Regions from separate parts of the Mus musculus genome. Here regions 2 and 3 are each linked to region 1. A link is a contact called in public HiChIP or PLAC-seq and promoter capture Hi-C data. All regions are on one chromosome and are shown on one strand. Each heading gives the region's core, a stretch centred on a gene start, on an enhancer-like site or on the middle of the called end of the contact. The rest is flanking DNA. Distances are from core to core; before and after follow the strand shown. Region 1 holds the start of 5430437J10Rik (RIKEN cDNA 5430437J10 gene). Region 2 holds the start of Ttc33 (tetratricopeptide repeat domain 33). Region 3 holds the start of Prkaa1 (protein kinase, AMP-activated, alpha 1 catalytic subunit).

Region 1 (3,798 bases), core at 568-3,067:
GGAAGAATGTGGTCTTCAGAAAAGGATCAGAGAGAGTTTAAGAACAGTGATAGGGCTGTAATAGGCTCCAAACGTTCTGTGGTCTTCAGTTTTGCACACTAGTTTATGTTGACTAGTACCAAGAGACTGAAATCCTAGCAGCTGGGCAGACCTAGGATGCCAACTAAGGTGGCTAATAGTCTATTGGGACTATGGGAGCACTTGGTTTGTGGCTAGTATAGACTGTGACATACTCAAAGTGTAAGATGCTCACCATGTTCTGATGACTGCATATGGGGAAAAAACAGCAGAAAAAAGGTGCTCATTAATAGTCTAACATTGATTAGATACTGAAATGATGAGTATTTTGAACATGTTAAGTTAAAATGTATTACTGAAATTAATCTTAATCTATGAAAAAAAAAAAACCTGTCCTTACTAGAAAATTGAAAACTATACCTGTGGTTCCTGTGAGTAGCCTGTATTCCATTTCTAGCATGTAGTGTAGACTTGGGCACAGCAAAGCTTTGTGTAGGAAGCTTAGCTGGCTGGGCTTCAGTGTATGCATCTCTGAAAGTCAGGAGCAAAGATGACTGGAAGGACTTGGTCCTCAAAGGCTTTGATCACATTCTTTCTTCAGTCCATGATTAACCTTGAGAAAATGACTTCTTATGAATATCGACTTATGCTTTCACGTTGGTGACACATTACCTTGGACATATTAGGTCTCCCAATGTTAGTCAGTTTGCAAATAATCTCTAAGTATAGCTCATTATTTATGGTAGCAAATGGAGATGTGCAGCTCAACATATTGAGAAACCCAGGGTGGAGAGCGTAGGGCAAGGGTCACAGAGTGAATCACAGCCTGGGTTTGAATTGGCATCTCTATGAGTCATTCTTGAGTTTAACCACTAGACAAATTTCCTCTTGAGAAATACTAAGTGTGATGGATCTTTCCCACCAGCATTCCAAGGACTGTTGAATCGGTGTCTGCCAAGATAATTATTAAGTAATAAAAGTGAGGTGGGCGACATGAAATTTCGTGGATCCTAGCCAGGAGCGATGTGTTATCTGTGTAAGAAACTGGCCCAATCTGAGACGTTTAAAGGGAACACAGTGATGTTATGTCTTTAGGGAGACATGGAGGGAATCCCACTGCAGAAGTGAAAGTGCTACTTCCTGCTTTTTAAAAAATCATTTCAAAATGGAAACGTATTTAGAAAAATGCCAAGACCAGGTTCATGGTGCTTTTTCACAAGGCTGAGGCCCCAGTTGGGTGGGAGTGAGAACTTGCATAAATTCTTTTCTGTCCCAAGAGGTATTTGAGCAGTGTGCTTCTACATGATGAAGCCGGTTACATCTGTGAACATGGTTACACCTGTGAGGTAGGCATATTTAAGCTTTCGAGGGTTGTAGTTCATGGCACTGAGCTTTGGTCCCATGATACTGCATGCACAACTTTCCTGTGGCAGTGATTGCAATCTGGTGAGCACCAGCATCTCTGCTCACAGCTGCTCTTTGTATCCCGCAGGTGAAGGAATTTAGTGTTTCTTTAGCATTTATTTTTTTAATACTGAGGAATGTAGGTACTTGTAGCCACATTGGTAGTGGTTTGTGAGAATTGAGGAATTGAGCCTAGCTATGTGACCACTCTCCACCCTCAGAAAAAAAAAAAAAAAAGAAAAGGGAAGAGAGAACTCAGGATGTAAAAGGCCTCTCATTGAGAGACTAGCCAGTTGGGATAGGAAGCCATGAGCTGCCAATCCACAGCACCTCCTATTGTAGCTAGAAAAGGGTGGGATGAAGATGGCTTTTACATCTCTAGGACGGAGGTGTTAGAAGCTGGATCAGGGACTGGATCAGAGGATCAGGGGAGGTAAGGTAATTTGTATGAGGAATTAGAGCTGCAGATACTTATGAAAGCTATGGGGAAGGACCAACCTAGAGCAGTGATTCATGCAGATAAAGATGGTAGGCTACCCAATCAGGGAGTCTAATACATAAGTTTGAAGATTTTGTTCTCTCTCTAGTGTAATCTCTGTCATATAACCCTATATTTAGACAAGAAAGAATTCACTATAGAGGCTGAGCAGTGGTGCTCCAGGAACTTGTCTACTGTGGGGTAGATTCATGATAACCTACTTAAGGCGGCAGCCACTAGAAGAAGGAAGAGTCAACACAGAATGCAAAGCATGGTATTTTGTTTTTATTTTTCAAGCTACTTCATCTGGGATTTAATGGGTAAGTTACAGTTAATTTTTAAAAATTTATTTATTTATTTACACCCCAAATGCTGCTGCCCCTCCTACTGGTCTTCCCTTCATGGAGTTCCTCCTGTCCTCTCCCACTGACACAGGACAAGGTATGCAGCAGCCCTCTGCTACATATGTGCCGGGGTCCTTGGTCCAGCCCAGGTATGGTGTTTGCTTGGTGGCTCAGCCTCTGAGAGCTCCCAGGGGTCCAGGATTTTTGACACAGTTAGTCTTTCAGTAGGGTTCCTATCCCCTTCAGGGCCTTCAATCCCATAAGGGTCCTGGAAGTGGTTATCTGCATCTTTTTGGTCAGCTGCTGGGTGGAGCTTCTCAGAGGACAGTCATGCTAGGCTTCTGTCTGTAAGCTTAACAGAGAATCATTAATAGTGTCAGGAATTGGTGCTTGCCTAAGGGATGGGTCTCAAGTTGGACCAGCTATTGGTTGGTCATTCCTTCATTCTCTGCTCCATTTGGCCCTGCATTTCTCTTAGACAGGACACATTTTGGGTTGAAAGTTTTGTGGGTGGGTTGGTGTCCTTAGCCCTCCACTGGGGTCCTTCCTGACTACAGGAGGTAGTGTCTTCAGGTCCATGTCCCCACTGATAGGCATCTCCACTAGGTTACCCTCATTGACTCCTGGGAGCCTCCCCTATCTCAGTTCTCAGGGACAGCCTAGAAATCCACTCCCCCCATCTCTGGCAGCTGCAGATTTCCATTTATTATCCTGGTCTTCTGGGCCTTACTCTTGTCTCTGGCCACACCTGATCCTGTCCTCCTGTTTCCCTCATGCTCCTCTCTCCCATCCACTTTCCTCCCTCCCCTTGCCTCCCTTTACTATTATGTTTCCCTTCTAAGTGGGATACAAGCATCCTCACTTGGGTCTTCTTGTTTAACTTCTTTGGGTCTGTGGGTGTATCATGAGTATCCTGTTTTTTATGGCTAATATCCACTTAGTAGTGAGTACATACCATGCATATATTTTTGGGTCTGGGTTACCTCAGTCAGGATGATATTTTCTAGTTCCATCCACTTGCCTGAAAAATTCTTGATGGTCTTGTTTTTAATAGCTGATTAGTATTCCATTGTGTAAATGAACCACACTCTCTGTATCCATTTTTCCATTAAGGGACATCTGGATTGTTTCCAGCTTCTGGCTATTATGAATAAGGCTGTTATGAACATAATGGAGCATGTGTCCTTGTGGTATGGTGGAGCATCTTTTAGATATATGTCCAGGAGTGGAATAGCTGGATCTTTAGGTAGAACCATTTCCAAGTTTTTGAGAAAACACCAGATTGATTTCCAGAGTGGTTGTTGCAATTTGCAATCCCACCAACAATGGAGAAATGCCCTCTTTCTCCACATTCTTGCCAGCCCATGCTGTCATTTGAATTTTTGATATTAGCTATTCTGATTGGGGCAAGGTGGAATCTCAAGGTCATTCTCATTTGCTTTTCCCTGACAGCTAAGCTTGTTGTACATGGTGTTCATAATCTGTTGTTTAACAAAAGGATAAATTGTTGTAATTCTCAGAAAGGATTATTGTATCAACTTCAACAAGTTTAAA
Region 2 (3,742 bases), core at 311-2,810, 310 kb before region 1:
GGTGTCAGAAGAGGGCAGCAGTTCCCCTGTAACTGGAGTCACAGATGTTTTGAGTCTCTCTGTTGAGTGTTGGACCTGAACCCAGGTCCTCTACAAGAGCAGTAAGCCATCGCTGGGGCCAGCATCAGTGATTTTAATGCCAGCGTTGGGTAAGAGTGTCCCTTCAGGGACTATTTGACATTTTGGAGAGAAAGAAGTTAGTAGTCCTTTTGGTAATGTATGTGTGTGTGGGGGGGGTGGGGATGGGGATGGGGGTGGGAGGTGGGGAGGGGAGTATTACTAATGGTATCTCAGAATCCTACCATGTTTCTGTTTGGTTTCAGACCCAGGAACAAACAACTTAGGTGTATATTTTACATACCAAAGCAGACCTGGCCTCCTGGTTCTCCCAGCATCCCTCAGTCCCTAGTATAACTGGCCCCCAATCCTGAATTTTCAGCACAGGGCCTGGACTCCCTTCCCCCAGAGGATCTTTGCTATATAATCCATTTTGTTTTCTCCCTCCCCATCTCCCCTGCCCCCTTGTCTTAGCCTGAGGGCTCTCTTTCTCTTCCTCTTCTCTCCCTTTTCTGGCCTCCTTCCTTGGGGCCAGTGAACTCACCTGCCCGAGAGCAGCTTCTTAATAAACCTGCAGTTGTATATATTTTAATCTGGCTTGAATTGGCTCATTTTACCAGTGGAGAAATAACTTATCAGTTTACCTCAACAAATAACTAGCCAGTAAGACATGCGGTGGCGCGTTGAAAAAGCGTGGTCTCCATAAATCGATCTTGGCTTTGTGTAGCACAGCTATGTGGATAAACTTAAGGAGTTTTCAATTCCCTCAGTGTGCCCCATTGTTAACATCAGCCTGCTAATTTACTTGTAAGAAGTGACAGGTGCTACTTTCAGGCTCTGCTGTGGATTCTCACAGGAAGCTTGCAGTTCAGCCCAATCCTCCCTGATCGGCTCTTACTTAAGGTTTCTGTTGCTGGGATAAAACACCATGACCAAAGTCATCTCGGGGCGGAAAGGGGTTATATCAGCGTCTAGTTTCACATTATAGAAGGAAATCAAGGTAGAAACTCAAGCAGGGCAGTAATTGGTCCTTTTTAAGGCTTGTTCAGTTAGCTTCCCCTTGGGCCAGACCACCTGCCAAGGGTGTGGCACTGCCTGTAATGGGTTGGGTCCTCCCACATCAATCATTCATCAAGACAATGCCCGCATAGATTTCCCTACAGGCATTTTCTCAGTTAAGATTCCCTGTTTTATAGCTAAGTATATGTTTGTGTCAAGTTGACACAAACAAGCCAGCACCCTTTGCACTTATTTCAGCTCAGTCTCCGCCCCCCCCCCCCCCCCCCCCCTTCTGCATCTCACAGACCCTTCAGCGGCTAGGCCGGTCAGACTAGGCGGTAAGCCATTTATTTACCTGAGGACTGTGTGTATTGCAAAGCACAACCTCAAACACGGGAGTCCATTCCCGGCTGCAGTTAGAGGGCGCTTCGTCTGGTGTCTTTATTACAAATCCCATAGTCCCTAGGGCGCCGCAGTGACTTCTGGGATTAGTGGTCCTGCAGAAGGGCGCTGGCGGGTAAGAAAGTCTTCTTTTCTTCTGTCCGCCTTGCTGGACTTTAGAACGTCCCAGGATGATTTCATGCTTTTTTTTTAAAATAAAGAATCGGGAAGCACAGGCAGGCAAGGCAGATTAGAATCCCGGCAGAATAGTTTCCGTTTCCGGTGCCAAAGGGCACGTGGAATGTAAACACGGCACCACAGAGTGTTTTCAGGTAACTGGCTGCGGGTAGGCGGTAGACAGGGCTGAGGGTTGCTGCGTGCGGGAGGGAGGGCCGAGGGTGGCCCGGTGAGGTCCACAGAGCCCTGGGGCGTGCCTCCGACCTGGGCACGGGGCGCGGGGCGCGGTGGCAGGGTTCTGGGTGCCGGCCCGGCCGCCCGAGGAGCTGCTATGGCCGGAGCTCATTTTTATTGCAGCCGAGGCAGGGGCCAGTTTTGAATCCTGTGTTCTCCTCGGGTAGCATTTTAAGGGAATCCGTTTCTCTCGTTCTTCACCTGCGGATTCATCTCTCCTGTTCGGAGGGTGGTTGTTGTGATTCTCTACCTCCGGCCGGTGTTTTTCCATCTTGGGTGGCCGCATCCTCTCACGCAGTCAGTTCAGGAGGACGTTTTTAACTCTGTGGCAAGCACCCAGCTTATTTATGGCCCGGTAAAGGGTCAAGTCGAGCGGTTGCGGTGGAGAGCATCGTACATGTTTAGAATCTTAATGCCACTCATCGTTCTGTAGAGCACGTAGACTTTTAACTCCAGATGAGAGTTAGCACGAAACCTTTACAGTTGTGATTTACCCACTTGATCTGTTATCGGGTTGGAAAGAAGCTTGGTGCCTTATCCATCCAGGTACAGATCAAGCAAAGCTCCTTCTGTACGCGGTTTTTAGTGAGTACTAATTACAAGCACAGCCTAGAGGCACAAGAAGCTCATAGCGTAAGATGAAAACAGTTTAGTTGAGATGTAAGTGGCGTGTTATACAACTCCTCCTAATAGAGTCTATGACTCAGTAACCGTTATTGCTGTTCACAAAATCGTGCCATTATACCAATTGATGTTAGGACATTTTAATCACCGAGAAGGGGAGTCCCGAATCATTAATTGACTATTGTCTGTATTTTCTCCCCAGTAGCATTTCAGATCCCGGATCAGATCAGAGCATTACATTTTCCTTGGGGAAGATGTTCACACATGCCAGGAGTCTTCCCTCTTTTAAGCCTGGCCAGCTTCTATTCTCTAAAGCTCACTTTCATGCAGACACTAGTGTGCGTTTGTCTGACAGGTCATTGGATCACGCTTGATAGCACTTACCGGTATTGTAATTGAGTTCAGTCTCCTTGTCCACAGGCAGTTTGGGAGAAAATATAAACTTGGTATTATAAACTGGTAACACATTCCTGCTTTTTCACTTTAGTAGGCCCTTGATACCGCTTGCTGTTTCTTCATTATTAAGTCGTTTCTAATCTCCACAAGGACTTGTTAGATTTTTTTTTTCATCTTTCTCAGATGCATACATTTATTTATTTTTTTCCTTTATATTGAGTAGATGGCTATAACCTACTTTTCCTACTAATGTGAAATTTGGGAACATGAAATCCCTAGTTTTGTTTGGACTCTGCTCAGAAACTTTAGAAATGTGGAGGACAAGGACACAAGCTTCAGAGGGCAGCCGTGTGAGGCAGAGAGCTACCCTCTGAGACTTAACCCTTCCTTATGTGCCCTCAGCACTTAGCGCCCCCCCCCCCCCCCCTTAGCTTGGGAGGTGGGGATCTCAGTGGTTTGTTGACTTTCGTTTTCTCATTGTTCTCAGCTCATCCTTTCACCATGACTGGCAGATGTTTCCAGTGATTTAAAATGAACTTGCCTTCAGTAAGCAAAACAGGTTTTCTGTTTTTAATAGATCTGCTACACTGTCTGATGCCTCACGTTAGTCATGTAGAATGCAAGTCCCACATTCTCACTGCCTTTAGGGACATAAGTACAAGAGAGCTGCCACCTCTTCTTTCCTCTTCTTCCTCCTCCTCTTGTATCCTAGTATCCTTTGAAGGCATTCTGAGCATCCATTTTCCTAGACTGTCTTCACTCTATGCCTCTGGATTTGTGATCCATAGTAGCCATACTTTCATTTTACCTCCTTGTTTTCCCCTGGGATGATGGAGATATATATATATATATATATATATATATATATATATAT
Region 3 (3,770 bases), core at 341-2,840, 350 kb before region 1:
GAGTCATCATTCTCACTTTTATAGGCTACTGAGGATCTAACCCAGCACGCCAGGCCAGCACTCAACCAAACGAGCTACAGCCTGAGACCACTGATTTCTTGTAGATTAAAAGAAACAGTAGAACCTTCCTGGGCAAATGTGAAGTAACTTAAAATGCCAGATCAAGGGGTGGGAGAATTGAAAGGGTTTCCCCCTCCTTGAGAGAATCCAGAGCTATTTCTGCCTTATAGTAATCCTTGTAAAATAGAGAGTTGATTAACGAAGATTGCTCCCAGTTATTGTTCTTGGCGGAGAAGCAGGTGTTTCTCAACCCGTGGGTCACGACCCACTACGGGATCAACCCCCTTAGATCATCAGGAAACAATGATATTTACATTGCGATTCATAAAAGTAGCAAAAAAAAAAAAAAGCTATGAAATAGCATTGAAAATACCTTTATGATGGGAGACGGGTCACCACAACATGGGGAACTGTATTAAGGGTCATAGCATTAAGAAGGTTGAGAACTATTGCTCAAACCTTAAAGCAGCTTTCTTCCCCCTGAATACTTTTTCTTGGAACAAAAGCGTTTGATGTTACATTGCTTTGATGTCATAAGCCAGAATATGGGAAAACTAGGAGTGTTGGTAATTTTCATCCCAAAGAAAAATGACATTTTTCGTCTCCAAAAAAAAAAAAAAAAAAAAAAAAAAAACCACAAAAACAAAACTCCATCCTTTTTCTCCATCGACATTGATAGAGATTCAAATTGCAAAATCGAAGGATGACATATATATTTTTACCTATTGTTAGAACTGAGTAACAGATTCACTTCAAAATCCTGTTACAAATAAACACACTTCTTTGGTGACTGGATATGGCTCCATTTATACAAACAACACACTTTTTCAAGTGGACTGAAAATGTACATTTTATTGAAAATGTAAAAATATTAGTTTCTAAACACGATAAGTTCGGGATAACACCTCTTTCTGGAATTCACATAGCTCACACACATTCCACAGGGGAAATTTGACGGTAGCAAATTTCCTAGGAAGTCTCTCCAGGATGTGCGGTGTCCCATAGTAATTTACTGGCTCAGAGTTTTTTTTTGTTTAAAGCAGTGGTAAGTATTAAAAGTGCAAGTGAAAACACCCTTGGCTTCCAGATGACACCGAGATGAGATGAAAATCAAGATTTCAAGTCAGTGGTAGGGCGGTGTCCCCTGTCTTGTTTCAAAGCACGCCGCGCTATCCCCGGGCAACGTGTAAGCAAGCATCGTCCTCCTGGGAATTACGGGGGTGGGGTGCTGTACCGCACCCACAGACCCTCGGGTGGCCGCGGTCGGCTCCGCGGCGGGGGAAGCCCTCCCGCGCGCAGAAGCGCGGGCGCGCGCAGAGGGATGCGGGGCGCCGAGGCGAGTACCGGCGCCGCTCCCGCCGCCTAGCCCGCCAGGGGGAGCGAGTGCGCTCGGCGGCCGGCTGCGGGGACTGCGGGGCCTGCGCGGGCGGTGGCCGGCGACTGCGCCCCACCGCGGCGCACCCGCGTCCCCACCCCCTCGGCGCCCGCCCGCCCCCGGCGCGGCCCTGCCCGCCCCCTCCGCCCCCTCCCGCGGCGCCATGCGCAGACTCAGTTCCTGGAGAAAGATGGCGACGGCCGAGAAGCAGAAGCACGACGGGCGGGTGAAGATCGGCCACTACATCCTGGGGGACACGCTTGGTGTCGGCACCTTCGGGAAAGTGAAGGGTGAGGACGCCCGGGCCAGCGCGGACCCGGCGAACGGCGAGCGACTGCGCCTTTCGCACTCCGCATCCTCCCCCGCGCCCGCCTTCCGGGTGTCTGGGCTCCGTATCCCCGGTCCGGGCGGCGCTGGGAGCGGAGCCCGAGGCTGCCGCGGGCTGCAGAGCTGTGGGGTCCGCCGCGGTGGGGTGGGGGCGGTCGCCATGGCGACGGCGCGGCGCCGGAGGGGCGGGGATGGCTCTGGGTGCAACTTTCCCAGGCGAGGGAGTTGGGCACTGAGCGCGCGGGGGCGCCCGGCGCGGACGAGGGGGTCTCTTGTGGTCTTCTGATCCCCTGTGTGCCCTTGGCGCAGAGCCAGCCCATCGCGCCCTGGCGGTCCTCGGAGTTGTCGCTGCCTCGCTTTTAGGAGGTTGTGGACTAAAGTGCTTCTTCGGTTTCCTGAATCGAAATGTGTTCTTCCAAAAGCAAGGTAGCTGTGGAGATACCTTTCAGAAATAGTAATGCCCTTGTTAGGACTATTGATCTCCGTCAGGACTTTTGATGCATATGCCTGTGAACTGGCGCGGTGTTTCCTATGCGTGGTTTACAGTTGGATGCAGATGCTGCTTTTAAGTGATTCCGTTTTCGGAAGTTTTGCGGTTTCCGAGAGCTATACCTGGTAGGTAGGGCATATGTTAACTCCAGATGGTATTTATTAGCTTATAGGTATAGTTTCCGTTTATTCTCACAGTATATTTATATTTTAGTAATTCAGTGCACATCATTTGGACTTTTTGTTCGTTTTGGTAGAATCCCCTGTTACCGCCTTAGCAAAAGCACAAGCATTCTGTCTTCAACTAACTACTCTAGCCCACCACCTGTGACAAGGAAAATTCTGATTACAACCTTTGTGAGGTGGACTTTTTTCCCCTTTAAAATATTTAAGCCTGCTATTAAGTATTTAGAGGAAGGAAGTTTGGAGCTGATAAGAAATAATTCATACATTGGTTTTGGAGAAATAATAGACTATGGCCTGCATATATAGTAAGCTCCTTAGTAGATATTTGATTGAAGTGAAAAAGTTTGTCAAATTACACAGCAAGCTAACTGAGCTCCGTTCTCCCAGGAGGGCAGAAAGAGCCCTTCCTTCTCTTGCCCTTTCCCAGTCCTAAACGGAAAGTTGCTGTGTTACCCTCAGGGGAGCAAATGCCTAAACCTACCTAGGAAAATCAGCAAGCCAGACAGTGTGAAGGAGGAGTAGGTGTGGTCTAGGGCCTAGCACTGATCATGGTTCAGCCAGTGTTCGTGAACACTCTCAGGGTTTTGCTTTGTCTCTTTTTATGCATGCATGCATTTATTTATTTCGAGAGAGTGTTACAATGCTGTCCAGGCTGGCTTTGAACTTGTTATTCTTCGTGCTTCAGCTTCCTAAGTAGTTGGCATTAACAGGCAGCTAGCTCTTCCAGTGTTTTGTTTACCTTTAGCTAGGCATCCTTGTTTGCCATTAGAGGTGGTAAGAAGTGCTAATTAAGGCTCTGATGGAAGTGATAAGGCAGACTTGAACTCAGAAGGCTCCTTCCGAAGGCCCTGCTTGGAATGAATGTGGCATCCAGTCCGCCATTCCTTTGACACAGACCAGAGCGGATCAAGCAGACAAGAAAGGAAGAAGGGATTGTTTTCCCGGCCTGGGATTTGACCTGGGAAGTAGCAGTGCCTCGAACCTCCCTCCCAGTGACTCTGCTTTTCCTTAACCTTCACTTCTCCACCCACCCACACAGCCTTCTCTTGAAATCCTATACCATCAGTCATAAGCCTCCTCCAATACAGAGGGCCAGTGTGAGTCAGAGGATCCTAGGCTTCTCGGTTATAATTAAACTTGTCCTTGAACTTGTTAGTTGATGTGGGTCTAAATATTCAGCCAGTTCATTTTAAAACTGTTAAATGGTTGGGATGCTTTTTTTTTTTTGACATTAGTAATAATGTCAAATTAGTAACCACAGGATTTGCTATGATCCTCTCCTTACTAAGGAATGGCTGGACTGCCATATCCCATTTGGTTTATGCATCAGAGT

What was found. Promoter capture Hi-C pulls out the DNA fragments that hold promoters and counts their contacts. HiChIP or PLAC-seq counts read pairs in DNA pulled down with a chosen protein or histone mark.
Region 2: a promoter capture Hi-C map of stem cell-derived epiblast-like cells shows a contact between it and region 1, with 3 times the contacts expected there. The contact joins the promoter of Ttc33 here to the promoter of 5430437J10Rik in region 1. A contact is called at or near these places in 5 of 39 promoter capture datasets (the 3T3-L1 cell line, hematopoietic stem and progenitor cells, liver and 2 more), 1 of 484 Hi-C or Micro-C datasets (pancreatic cancer cells), 2 of 115 datasets of contacts at active chromatin or transcription factors (bone marrow-derived macrophages and pancreatic cancer cells) and 2 of 9 other capture datasets (adipose tissue and liver).
Region 3: a contact with region 1 is called in an HNF4G HiChIP or PLAC-seq map of pancreatic cancer cells. The contact joins the promoter of Prkaa1 here to the promoter of 5430437J10Rik in region 1. A contact is called at or near these places in 1 of 39 promoter capture datasets (pre-B cells) and 1 of 115 datasets of contacts at active chromatin or transcription factors (pancreatic cancer cells).

Annotation. Positions count from the first base shown.
Region 1 is chr15:5,494,501-5,498,298 of GRCm38.p6, forward strand. It overlaps 5430437J10Rik (RIKEN cDNA 5430437J10 gene), which reads left to right and starts at 1,818. Exons shown (of 5, transcript NR_045274.2): 1 at 1,818-1,855.
Region 2 is chr15:5,184,000-5,187,741 of GRCm38.p6, forward strand. Ttc33 (tetratricopeptide repeat domain 33) reads left to right here and starts at 1,561. Exons shown (of 5, transcript NM_026213.3): 1 at 1,561-1,769.
Region 3 is chr15:5,142,271-5,146,040 of GRCm38.p6, forward strand. Prkaa1 (protein kinase, AMP-activated, alpha 1 catalytic subunit) reads left to right here and starts at 1,591. Exons shown (of 9, transcript NM_001013367.3): 1 at 1,591-1,725. The coding sequence starts at 1,599.